3 separate regions of the Mus musculus genome follow, and all the other regions are linked to region 3. Evidence: chromatin contacts called from public Hi-C and HiChIP or PLAC-seq data. All regions are on one chromosome and are shown on one strand. Each heading gives the region's core, a stretch centred on a gene start, on an enhancer-like site or on the middle of the called end of the contact. The rest is flanking DNA. Distances are from core to core; before and after follow the strand shown. Region 1 holds the start of Eif4h (eukaryotic translation initiation factor 4H). Region 2 has its middle 44 kb from the start of Tmem270. Region 3 holds the start of Eln (elastin).

Region 1 (3,399 bases), core at 617-3,116, 110 kb before region 3:
CAAAGGCGTTTTCTTCCCCTTTGAGATAAGACCTCACTATGTAGTCCAGGCTGTCTGAAACTTGGGTTTCTCCTGCCTCAACCTCTCTACAGTATGAGGATTCGAGTAGGAAAAAAAGAGCCCCTGAGCACATTTACTTCTTTCAAGTAGAGAAAAACAACCCAACCCAAACTGAGCATGCCGGCTCAGGCCTCTAATCCCACCACTGGGAAGGCAGAGGTGGGCTGAATTCACCTGGTCTGCATGGCGTGTTCCAAGTTGGCCAGAATTACATACACACCAAGACTCTATCTTTAAAACAAAAAAAACAACCCAATGGGACGTTAGTACAAATCCCATACCTAGAAAGCCATCCCCAAGGGTATTCATGCTAACATTTCATCCAACACCTATTTTTATTTTTATTAGCAAATAAAATACGTGTGGCTCCACCTTAGCCCCAACTTCCTCCTTCTGAAAGCATGAAGAGTACCCAGTACACTACTGCAACCAAACAAGACTGTGACTCACTCTCAAACCCAGGTATTTAAAGGTGATCATTCTTCACCTAACAAAAGACACTTTGGGGGCAGCCACCTAGGAAACCCAACACCTCAGTACAACTATTGTGATATTCTCCGGGCAAGTCACCTTTGCTGTAAAAAAGGATAAAAGCCAAGTGTGTCCTTGACAAATAAACAAGACGATTAAATTGTCCCATAAAACTCCTATAAGCTTAAAAAAAAAAAAGAAAAAAAAGCAAGTGGCTGATGCTTGTTTATTTCTATTGTTTGGCAGGAGACTGAATCCAAGATATGCTAGACAATCGCTCTGTGACTGAGCCACAACCCCAGCTGGTAACGTGTTATTTAAAAGGGCACAAACTATCCGGGCGCCCGTTTTTTGGAATTATGCACCAGGAGCTATCTATTCATCAGTAAAGGATTTAGGGAGGTGGGAGGAGGACTGGTTTTAAAGTATGTTGTCTTTATCTGACCGGAATCAGAACGAAGCGAAAGCGATTCCCCAGGTCAGGGAAGAAACTGGGAAGAAATCAACAATCTCCGCCAGCAGACACGTAGTATCTGTCAATAAGGCATTCGAAACGCCAGGGAGGCAGAGAGAAAGAGCCACGCACACTCCCCACTACGGTGGATTTGTTTTGGTTCAGGTCCCCGCTCCCTGTCTCCCTCGCTGGATCCGACGGTCCCAGCATCCAGACTCGAATCGGAAGGGAAATCGCCCCTCTCGCTGCCGGCGGGCCTCTCGCAGAAGCGACCCAGGGGCTCCGCCAGGCAGCGGGGACCCTGGAGAGGGGCAGGCCGCTTCCGCCGCCGCCGCCCGCTTCCGCGCTGCATCCCAGCCCGGAGCGCGCTGGGGAGAAAGCTGGACGCGGCGGGCGGGCACTGGTATCCCCGGGAAACCCTCCGGTGTCGCTGTGATCTAACTTTCCGACCGAGGCCCCGCAGGGTGCCGGGTCCGGGGCCGGCGCGGAGCCGAGGGCAGGATGTGCGCCGCGAGCAAGCGAGAGACCCGCAGCCTAACCGTCGCCAGCCGCTCCCGGAGCGCGCCATTTCCAGGCCTCGCCTCGGGCCTGCTCAGGCCGCTTCCCGCCGCCCGTCTCGAGTGAGCGCGGCAAGGCCGCCTCCCCCTTCGAACCTTTCGGCACTCCCCCCGGCCGAGCCGCTGGCCCGCCTGACCGCGCCCCGCTCGCCTCACCCTCTACCGCCGCCGAAGCTGCTGTAGGCCCGATCGTCGTAGGTATCGAAGTCCGCCATTTGCCGTCTCCGCTCCTTGAGGAACCAGCGGGCCAGCGAGGAAGGACCCCGCAATATAACTCCTCCTCCCCCCGCCCGCCCCGCTACCGGGGCTGTCCGCCGCGCTGCCTGATCGCAAGTCGCACGCACGCATGCGCGCGCCGCCGCGCCCGGCCTTGGGCCGACGGGGCCCGCTGCTGGCCCCGGCGCGCTCTGCGGCCCACGTGGTGCGGCGGCCGGCCCCCGGGGCGCCGCGCGCACGCTCTGCCCTCCCAGGCCCATTGTGTGCTAGCTTGCTGCTTTCACGCGTGGTTGCCTCTTACTGTCCTTGCCCCGCCCTGCCCCGTGGTCACCTACCCCTCGGGCGTTGTCTGTCACCCTGCACGCTGCTTTCTCATTGTCACTAGATTCAGTTTGGGTTTTGTGGAGCCCAGGCTGGCCTGGAGCTGGGGCGCTGTAGCTGAGGATGACCTTGAACCCCTAGTTTTGTTTTTTGTTTTTTTGGGTTTGTTTTTTTGTTTTTTGCTCTCTCCCTTTCTCAAGGGCTGGGGTGACAGTGTGCCACTATGTTGGGATCTCTGGTATCACGTTAGATTTATTAAAGTGCCCTAGGTCTGCCCCACTTGGTCCCACTTGGGCACAATTCTTCAGGACAAATGGTCCCTGGGTAAAGCTAAAAGGAAGACAACCTGTTCTAGGTAGAGGTCCCTAGATGACCAAGGGCAGAAGGCTTGTAAGTGAGAATGGTGTGTGTGTGTGTGTGTGTGTGAACAAGACGAAGTGAAATATCTTTGTTTTTGAGACCTGCTACAAACGACGTGGTGGTAAATATCTGTAATCCCTACTCTAGGAAGACTGAGACTGGTCTCCAAAATAAAATAAAATAAATAAAAAACAAAATAAATCTTATAAAGACAAAACAAATTGTATTCTCTGTCTGGGTATTGGGGAGGGGTGGTGAAGATGAGGCTGTTTGTAGTTGAACTGATAAGAGATTAGATATGTTTTATTTTTGCAGGAGTCTGCTCTGAAAAAGAAATTTTAAGGGTGGGCAGGTGGGCTCAGTGAGTGAGGATGTTTGTTACCAAGCTTGACCTGAGTTTGATCCCCAGGACCCACATGGTAGAAGATGAGTCTCTCTCTCTCTTTCTCTCTCTCTCTCTCTCTCTCTCTCTCTCTCTCTCTCTCACACACACACACACACACACACACACACACACATCTAGCGGGAGGACCAGGTACATAGACCCTGTCTCAAAAAAAAAAAAAAAAAAAAAAAAAAAAAAATTCAACCAAGATGGACAGCTCCTAAGAAGTGACTCCTAAATTAGGAAGTGGTAGCAAAGGCCTTTACTCCCCTCATTCTGGAGGCAGAAGCAGGCGGATCTATGAATTTGAGGCCATCCTGCTCTACAGAGTGAGTTCGAGGACAGCCAGGGATACACAGAAAAACCCTGCCTTGAAAAACCAAGAAGAAGGAGAACCTCTGAATTTTACAGCACTTTTTTGTACCCCTGACACACAAAGACACAATGTTTTAAAAAAAACAAAACAAAACTACAGAACAAACCCCAGGGGCAGGAGAGGCTAAGGACACTCATTGTCTAATGTTCCAGGGGCTTCATTTCTATCTCTAGCAACCACATAGCAACTCAAAATTGTA
Region 2 (2,981 bases), core at 158-2,657, 110 kb after region 3:
ACCCCTCACTTGGAACCTGACCCTAGAGAAAAGCAGGGCTAGGACAGCAAGGGGCTGAGCCCAGGTCTCAAGTGTGAGATCCTGTGGCTTCTCTGTCAAGTACATCAAGCCTGCTTCCAGGCACACCAATCTGGAGCCCTGGTAAGGACCTGGCTGGTGATTCCAGCCTAGTGTGTTTGGTACCAAGTCCAGAAGGAGAAGAAACCTGTCCAAATACAAGGACCACAAGAGAAGAGGACGTGACCCAAGGCTACTCATATGAGGGGCTGAGAAGAGAGTCAGAAGGCAGGCTGAGGCCTGATGGGAGGAATGTCAGCAATAAATGGTGGCTCGGAAGGGGGCAGGGAGAAGAGGAATGGTGGCCAACGCAGGTAGCCCCAGCTCCATTTATCCATCTACACATGAAAAAAGGAGAACAGAACCCCAGAGTTCTGAAAGGATCTGTGGTGAGGAAGTTAGGGGTGTGAACACAGCTTTGAAGAAATTTGACTGTTACAGGGCAGTGGGAGGCAGCTGTAGCAACACCTGGCCCTACAAGGGACTGTTTGAAATGTTACTGTTAGGACAAGAATATACAGGTAGTGCTTTGGGGAGGGCCAGAGAACACTGGCAGTCTTGAGAGAGTGAGGGCACAACTGCCCAGTGTGGCTACCACTTCCTGTGGATGTCCAGATGTGGGTATATATTTTCTGAACAAGTGACTGGGGGTGGGGCGTACAGATAAGACCAGGCATCCCTGGATTCCCTCCAAGATCAAGGTTACAAGGAAGAAGAAAGATAGGCAGATATAGGTTTTATAGCTAGGGAATGAACTCAGATCAACACTATTTGTGGGCTACTTAAGTGCTTGGAGCAAAGTAGAGAGACAGTGGAGGTCACCTGCAAGTGCATGTCACAGTTATGGAGTAGCTGTAGAGGATGTGTGAGCCCAGGCTGGACCCTCTACCCTCTTGGAGCCTCTACTTCCCCACCTGTAAAGCCAGATGCTTGGCCTTCATAAGTTATATAGGTGGCTGTGCATGTAGCATTCCAAGTATCTTGCATTTCACTCTCATGGGACTCAGGAGAGCCAACAGAGGGTCATTCCAGAACCCTAGGGCTCTATAACATGATCTCCGTGTTCCCGCCAGGCATGGGTGCCGCAGACAGTCTCACCCTCTCCGAACTGTTCTGCATCCATCCCAGCTGCCAGCTCAACTCCTCCCTCCCTTTTCCCCCTCCCCTCCCCACCCCACTCCACCCCATGCACTCTGGGCACAGCCAGCCTCGAACATATCCCAAGTGAACATTTGGCAGGCAGGGACCCCCATGATTCATGCCCCTTTTTTTATGGCCAGCCCAGCCGGCCAGAGTATGCGAGAGACATTCTTGGCCTCTCGGTGCGCCCAGGATTAGCAGGGTGGGGGCGGCTGGGTGGGAGACTGCAGACTGTGTTCAGCTCTCTTCAAGGCAGGGGGTGGTCAGGCACGAGAGCAGTGTCTGAAGTGGCCGCCAAGTTGGCCGGGGAGGGAACATGGCCCCATAAACTGAGGCCACGTCTGGGAACCAGACAGCATAGGCTGGGGCGTGGATGTGAGGGAGAGAAGCTAACTACCTACTCCATGTCCAGGGATGGAAAGGGAGCCAGGACACTGAGACAAATAGTACCGACACCCCACCCCCACACCAGCTATTTGTCTTCCGTGAGCCCCCTTTTATACTGCCATGCCCTGACACCAGCCTCTTCCTGGAATCTCCATTTTGAGCAGGAACCTAGACTCCCCCAGTGGATGGAAAGACATAGTCCCAAGTGGTGATGTGGAGACCTGGGACTGAAAGTGGCTGAGACTCTTCGTTTCTAATTCATCAGCTGGCATAGAGACCTGAGCCAACCCTAGTGTCAGACCATCATTTCAGAGTAAACCATATCTCCTTTGAATTCATGTGTCCCATGCATACCATGATAGTGCATACCTTTAATTCCAGCACTTGGGGAGAAAGAGCAGACCAGATCTCTGTGAGTTTGAGACCAGCCTAGCCCTTTAGCTGAGAACTCCAAGGCTGAGACAGGAGAATTAGCATGAATTAGGCCAGCCTGGCTGCAGGGTAAGAGCCTGTCTTGAAAACAAAATAACAAAACAAAAGCCAAATCATGAGCTTGGGATGGGACTCAGTTGGTAAACTGCTTGCCTGGCATCACTAAGCCCTTGGTTCCTCAGTTCTTTCCCCAGCACTGTGTAAACCAGGCATGGTGGCACACTACTGTAATCCCACACACTTGGGAAGTGGAGGCAGGAAGATCAGAAATTCATGGTCAGCCTCTGCTATATAGGGCTATATAAGCCCTTCTCAAAAAATGAAAACATTACAAATTACAAGCTACAGCTGTGCACAATACCAATGCACCCTAATGTATGCCGAGTCCACCACACACTGTGGCTATGTTTCCCAGCCCTGTCGTCTCAAGCCAGACCTGTGCCTCCCACTTACACCATAATCTTCAAAGCAAGTGTCCCCCCCCCTCTGTGTGTGTGTGTGTGTGTGTATGTGTGTGTGTGAGAGAGAGAGAGAGAGAGAGAGAGAGAGAGAGAGAGAGAGAGAGAGAGAAATGGGACAGAGGAGTGGGCAGATGAACAATGGAGAGAGAAAAAGGAGATGGGTCCCCACCCACTTTGTGCTCACAAAGTCCCCAGAGAACTTTACTGGGCCAAGAGCAGATGTTAGGAGGTCCCTGTTTGTGGGTGGAAAGACAGATTCATGGTTAGGAGTGCTTGTTGCTCTTCCAGAGGACTCAAGTTGAGTTTCTAGTACCCATGTCAGATGACTTATAACCATTTATAATCACTCAAGCGCAGGGGTCCGAAAGCCTCTTCTTAACTCCATCAATATTGCACATACATACACACACTCATACACAAACACACACTCACACACACACTCATACACACACATAAACACAAACACACACATACATACACACTCACACAGACACATACTCACAT
Region 3 (2,955 bases), core at 395-2,894:
GTGGGCAAATGTTACGAGACCACATCTGGGGCAGGAGGGTCAGGTGACCCAGAGACACTGCTCTTTAATGGGTCCTCCCGTTGGTACCCACAAACCTCAGTCTCGTTCCAGCCCTGGAACTCTTGTTCTACAGTGGGCTCCTAGCCCCCAGCAAGTAAGTCTCATGGGACAGATGCTGTTCTTATTCAGTCTCTGACCACAGCCCTGTCCAACCCCGCCCTGTAGCCTCCTGTCCCCAGTCCAAGTTCAGGTTCCCACAACAATGAGGTCTCTTAGGGAAACCAGACCCCAGCAGATGGTTCATAGGTTCACACCTCTTTCCCCACAGCTGGATGCACCTTTCATCTGGGAGCAGACTCCTTCCTCCCCATAACCCAACATGCCCGGTCAGGATACATATCAGATGACCAAAAGGATACCTTGAGGCTCAGCCTCTGATACCAGCCATGTCCTGATTGCCAGGAGATGGGCACTTTCCCCAGCTCACGCTCTGGCCTGTATTCCATCTCAGCAAACCCTCATACAGGCATGGACTCGCTCACGCTCACACACACACAGTGACGTCCTACACCTGGGCACCAGACGTCTTTAGGACATTTTTTTTTTAAGACAGCCTGATAGAACCCAAATGGCTCACTAGGTAGCCAATGATGTCTTGAATTCCTGATCCTCCGATGACCACCACACAGGTATGTGTCACCACGCCCACCTAGTTTACTCAGAGCTTTGAGAATGTTTAGCATGCCTTCCATCAACAGGGACGTCCTCAACCCTCCTGGTTGCTCTTGAGACGGGGTCTGGTTGGCTTTGAACTTACATGTTGGGGGTCACAGGTGTGGCTCACCACGCCCAGCTGGGTGTTGGACTTTGGCAGATCCCATCACACAACTTCACGGTTTGCCTCCCTGTACCTCCATCTGTCTAGGAACGGACTTGTGAACAGACCTTCATACCATCCCAGACACATTTCCTTCAGGGACATGCTTGGCTAGAACCTCACACTGACACCTGTGCAACATAGTATGAAACACACACGGGCGCATACACACACACACACACACACACACACACACACACACACACACACACAGAATCCGAACATCTCCAAGCAAAGACAAACCAGGATTGTCTCTCCCCAGGCTGGTATGTACACAGGTGTGCACAGGTATGCAAACTGCCACCACCACTGGAAAGTACTCAGGTGACTCAGAGGACCCCTTCGAGCTTGGACAGGAGGTAGGGACCATCCTGACTGGCGGGAGTGTAGCTTTGACAGGACCCCTAACACGGAGCTGGCTCCCAAGAGGAGACAGTTCCCAGAACCCTCCCTGTCTCGAGGAGGGGGGATCTGGAGCTGAAGGGCTCATCCATCTCCGGGATTCCCCATCAGTCTTGCCACCTGGCCGGCAGGGTCCCGCAGATTGTGGACAGCGTGGGACCAGCGAGGGGCAGCGTGGGACCGGCGAGGGGCCCCTTACCTCCAGGCTGCGCGGGATGGAGGAGGTTGAGCAAGAGGATCAGCAAGACGCCAGGCTGCGGGACTACCGCTGTCAGACCCGCCATCTCGGGGAGGACTGCCCCAGCCTGCTCTCAGCGCCTCGTTTTATCCCCAAAGCGTAATTGCTGCCTGGTAGGCTGCTGTGAGGGAAGGAGGGAGGGAGAGAGGGCGGGTGAGAGGAGGGCGGGAGGAGGGGGAGCTGGGGGAGGGGGCCGCGGGGGAGGGGGCAATTACGAAAGGCCAGACTTGCAAGCCTCCTAGGCTGAATCTGCCTCGACTATGGGTCTATTTTCCTGCACACACACACACACACACACACACACACACACACACACACACACACTGACGCGCGCGTGCTCTGCCCCCCCCCCCCCCCATCGCTTTCCCGCTTTCCCTCTGTAGCTGTTTGCTTGCTCCTGGCCCTGTTCCCGCCAGAAAGTGCAAGGGGGGCCTTTGCCAGGACAGCCCTCTGGAGAGGAAGCAGGAGGGAGGGCCCAGGCAGCCCGGCCAAAAAATCCCAGCCCTAGCCAAGGCTGGAGTAGCCAGGCCCCCGCCCCTCTGCCTGGGCCCCAGGCCCAGTGTGGGGACACAGGCCAGCTGTCCCGCGCCTCAGCTCCCACCCTGGTCCTGCAGACACCCCAACACCCCCAAGCCTGGCTAGAGACAGGCTTTACCCAAAACTGGGTTAGGTAGGTTGATGGGGCTAAGGGAGTCTGCCTATAGAGTTCAAGGTCTGCGAGCAGAATTGTCTGGGAGAGAGAATAGGATAGACATGGTACCGTGGGGGCATTTTAGGAACAGATTAGAGACCTTGACATACGATCTAGTTCATCATGGTTGAGACAGGTCTTAGCCATCTGTTTGAAGCCTGGGAAAGGGTGTTGGATCTATGGGTCTATGGTTGCAGAGACCAAGGGGCTGAGGTCAGGCGAGTGGCTTGGGAGTGAGAGCCATGTATTTAGTGTCTCCCTAGGGCTCAAAGATGATCCTTGCATAAGGTGTTGGTTGGTTCTGTAAGGGCCACGAGCACAGCTTTGCACCGCCCCTGAGCAAGGCACAGTGTCCAACAGAGGTCATACTGGGTCTTAGGTGCCTGGTAGGGAACATGGAGGTGGGAGCTCTGTGCAGGTGACTATTAACTCAGTATTCTCCTTCTTGCTTGTTCACCACCTGTCCAATGCTCTCACTTGCATCTGGAAACTGATTCTCTTGGAGGCTCTGGGAAGGCTTGATGATGCTATTCCTCTACTGGCCAGAAGGGGGCAGCCTATGCTGAACCAGCAGAGAGCCCTCCAGGAAAGCTTGCGATCAGTGCCCTGGCCACCCTGTCCCTGAGCATATGGAGATCCTGTAAGGCTTTAAGGAATGTGAAGTGTAGGTCAGAGAAAGATTATGTCATTCTCAGACTCCTGAGTGTATGTGGAGTACTGTAGGACAGGAGAGGGAGATGGTTGCTT

What was found. Hi-C and Micro-C count contacts between places; a contact is called where the count stands out from the background. HiChIP or PLAC-seq counts read pairs in DNA pulled down with a chosen protein or histone mark.
Region 1: a contact with region 3 is called in an H3K4me3 HiChIP or PLAC-seq map of embryonic stem cells, with 20 read pairs. The contact joins the promoter of Eif4h here to the promoter of Eln in region 3. A contact is called at or near these places in 4 of 39 promoter capture datasets (the 3T3-L1 cell line, cranial neural crest and embryonic stem cells), 5 of 115 datasets of contacts at active chromatin or transcription factors (bone marrow-derived macrophages, embryonic limb bud and embryonic stem cells) and 2 of 9 other capture datasets (adipose tissue and pancreatic islet).
Region 2: a Hi-C map of uterus shows a contact between it and region 3, with 7 times the contacts expected there. The contact joins the enhancer-like site here to the promoter of Eln in region 3. A contact is called at or near these places in 4 of 39 promoter capture datasets (HPC-7-derived erythroid cells, cranial neural crest, embryonic stem cells and 1 more), 10 of 484 Hi-C or Micro-C datasets (the AML12 cell line, cerebral cortex, dorsal root ganglion neurons and 5 more), 7 of 115 datasets of contacts at active chromatin or transcription factors (the NIH/3T3 cell line, craniofacial prominence, embryonic stem cells and 3 more) and 2 of 9 other capture datasets (adipose tissue and pancreatic islet).

The regions. Positions count from the first base shown.
Region 1 is chr5:134,637,543-134,640,941 of GRCm38.p6, forward strand. It overlaps Eif4h (eukaryotic translation initiation factor 4H), which reads right to left and starts at 1,867. Exons shown (of 7, transcript NM_033561.2): 1 at 1,699-1,867. The coding sequence starts at 1,757.
Region 2 is chr5:134,860,839-134,863,819 of GRCm38.p6, forward strand. No RefSeq gene overlaps it. Among named protein-coding and RNA genes, the nearest start is that of Tmem270, 44 kb to the right of the region's middle. Within about 2 kb of position 1,408, at least 17 of the 459 cell types and tissues checked have an H3K27ac peak or open chromatin away from gene starts, as enhancers often do. A contact at or near this core is called in heart atrium and uterus, where this site is marked.
Region 3 is chr5:134,745,679-134,748,633 of GRCm38.p6, forward strand. It overlaps Eln (elastin), which reads right to left and starts at 1,645. Exons shown (of 37, transcript NM_007925.4): 1 at 1,479-1,645. The coding sequence starts at 1,563. Gm30003 (a long non-coding RNA gene) reads left to right here and starts at 34. Exons shown (of 4, transcript XR_868587.3): 1 at 34-1,630.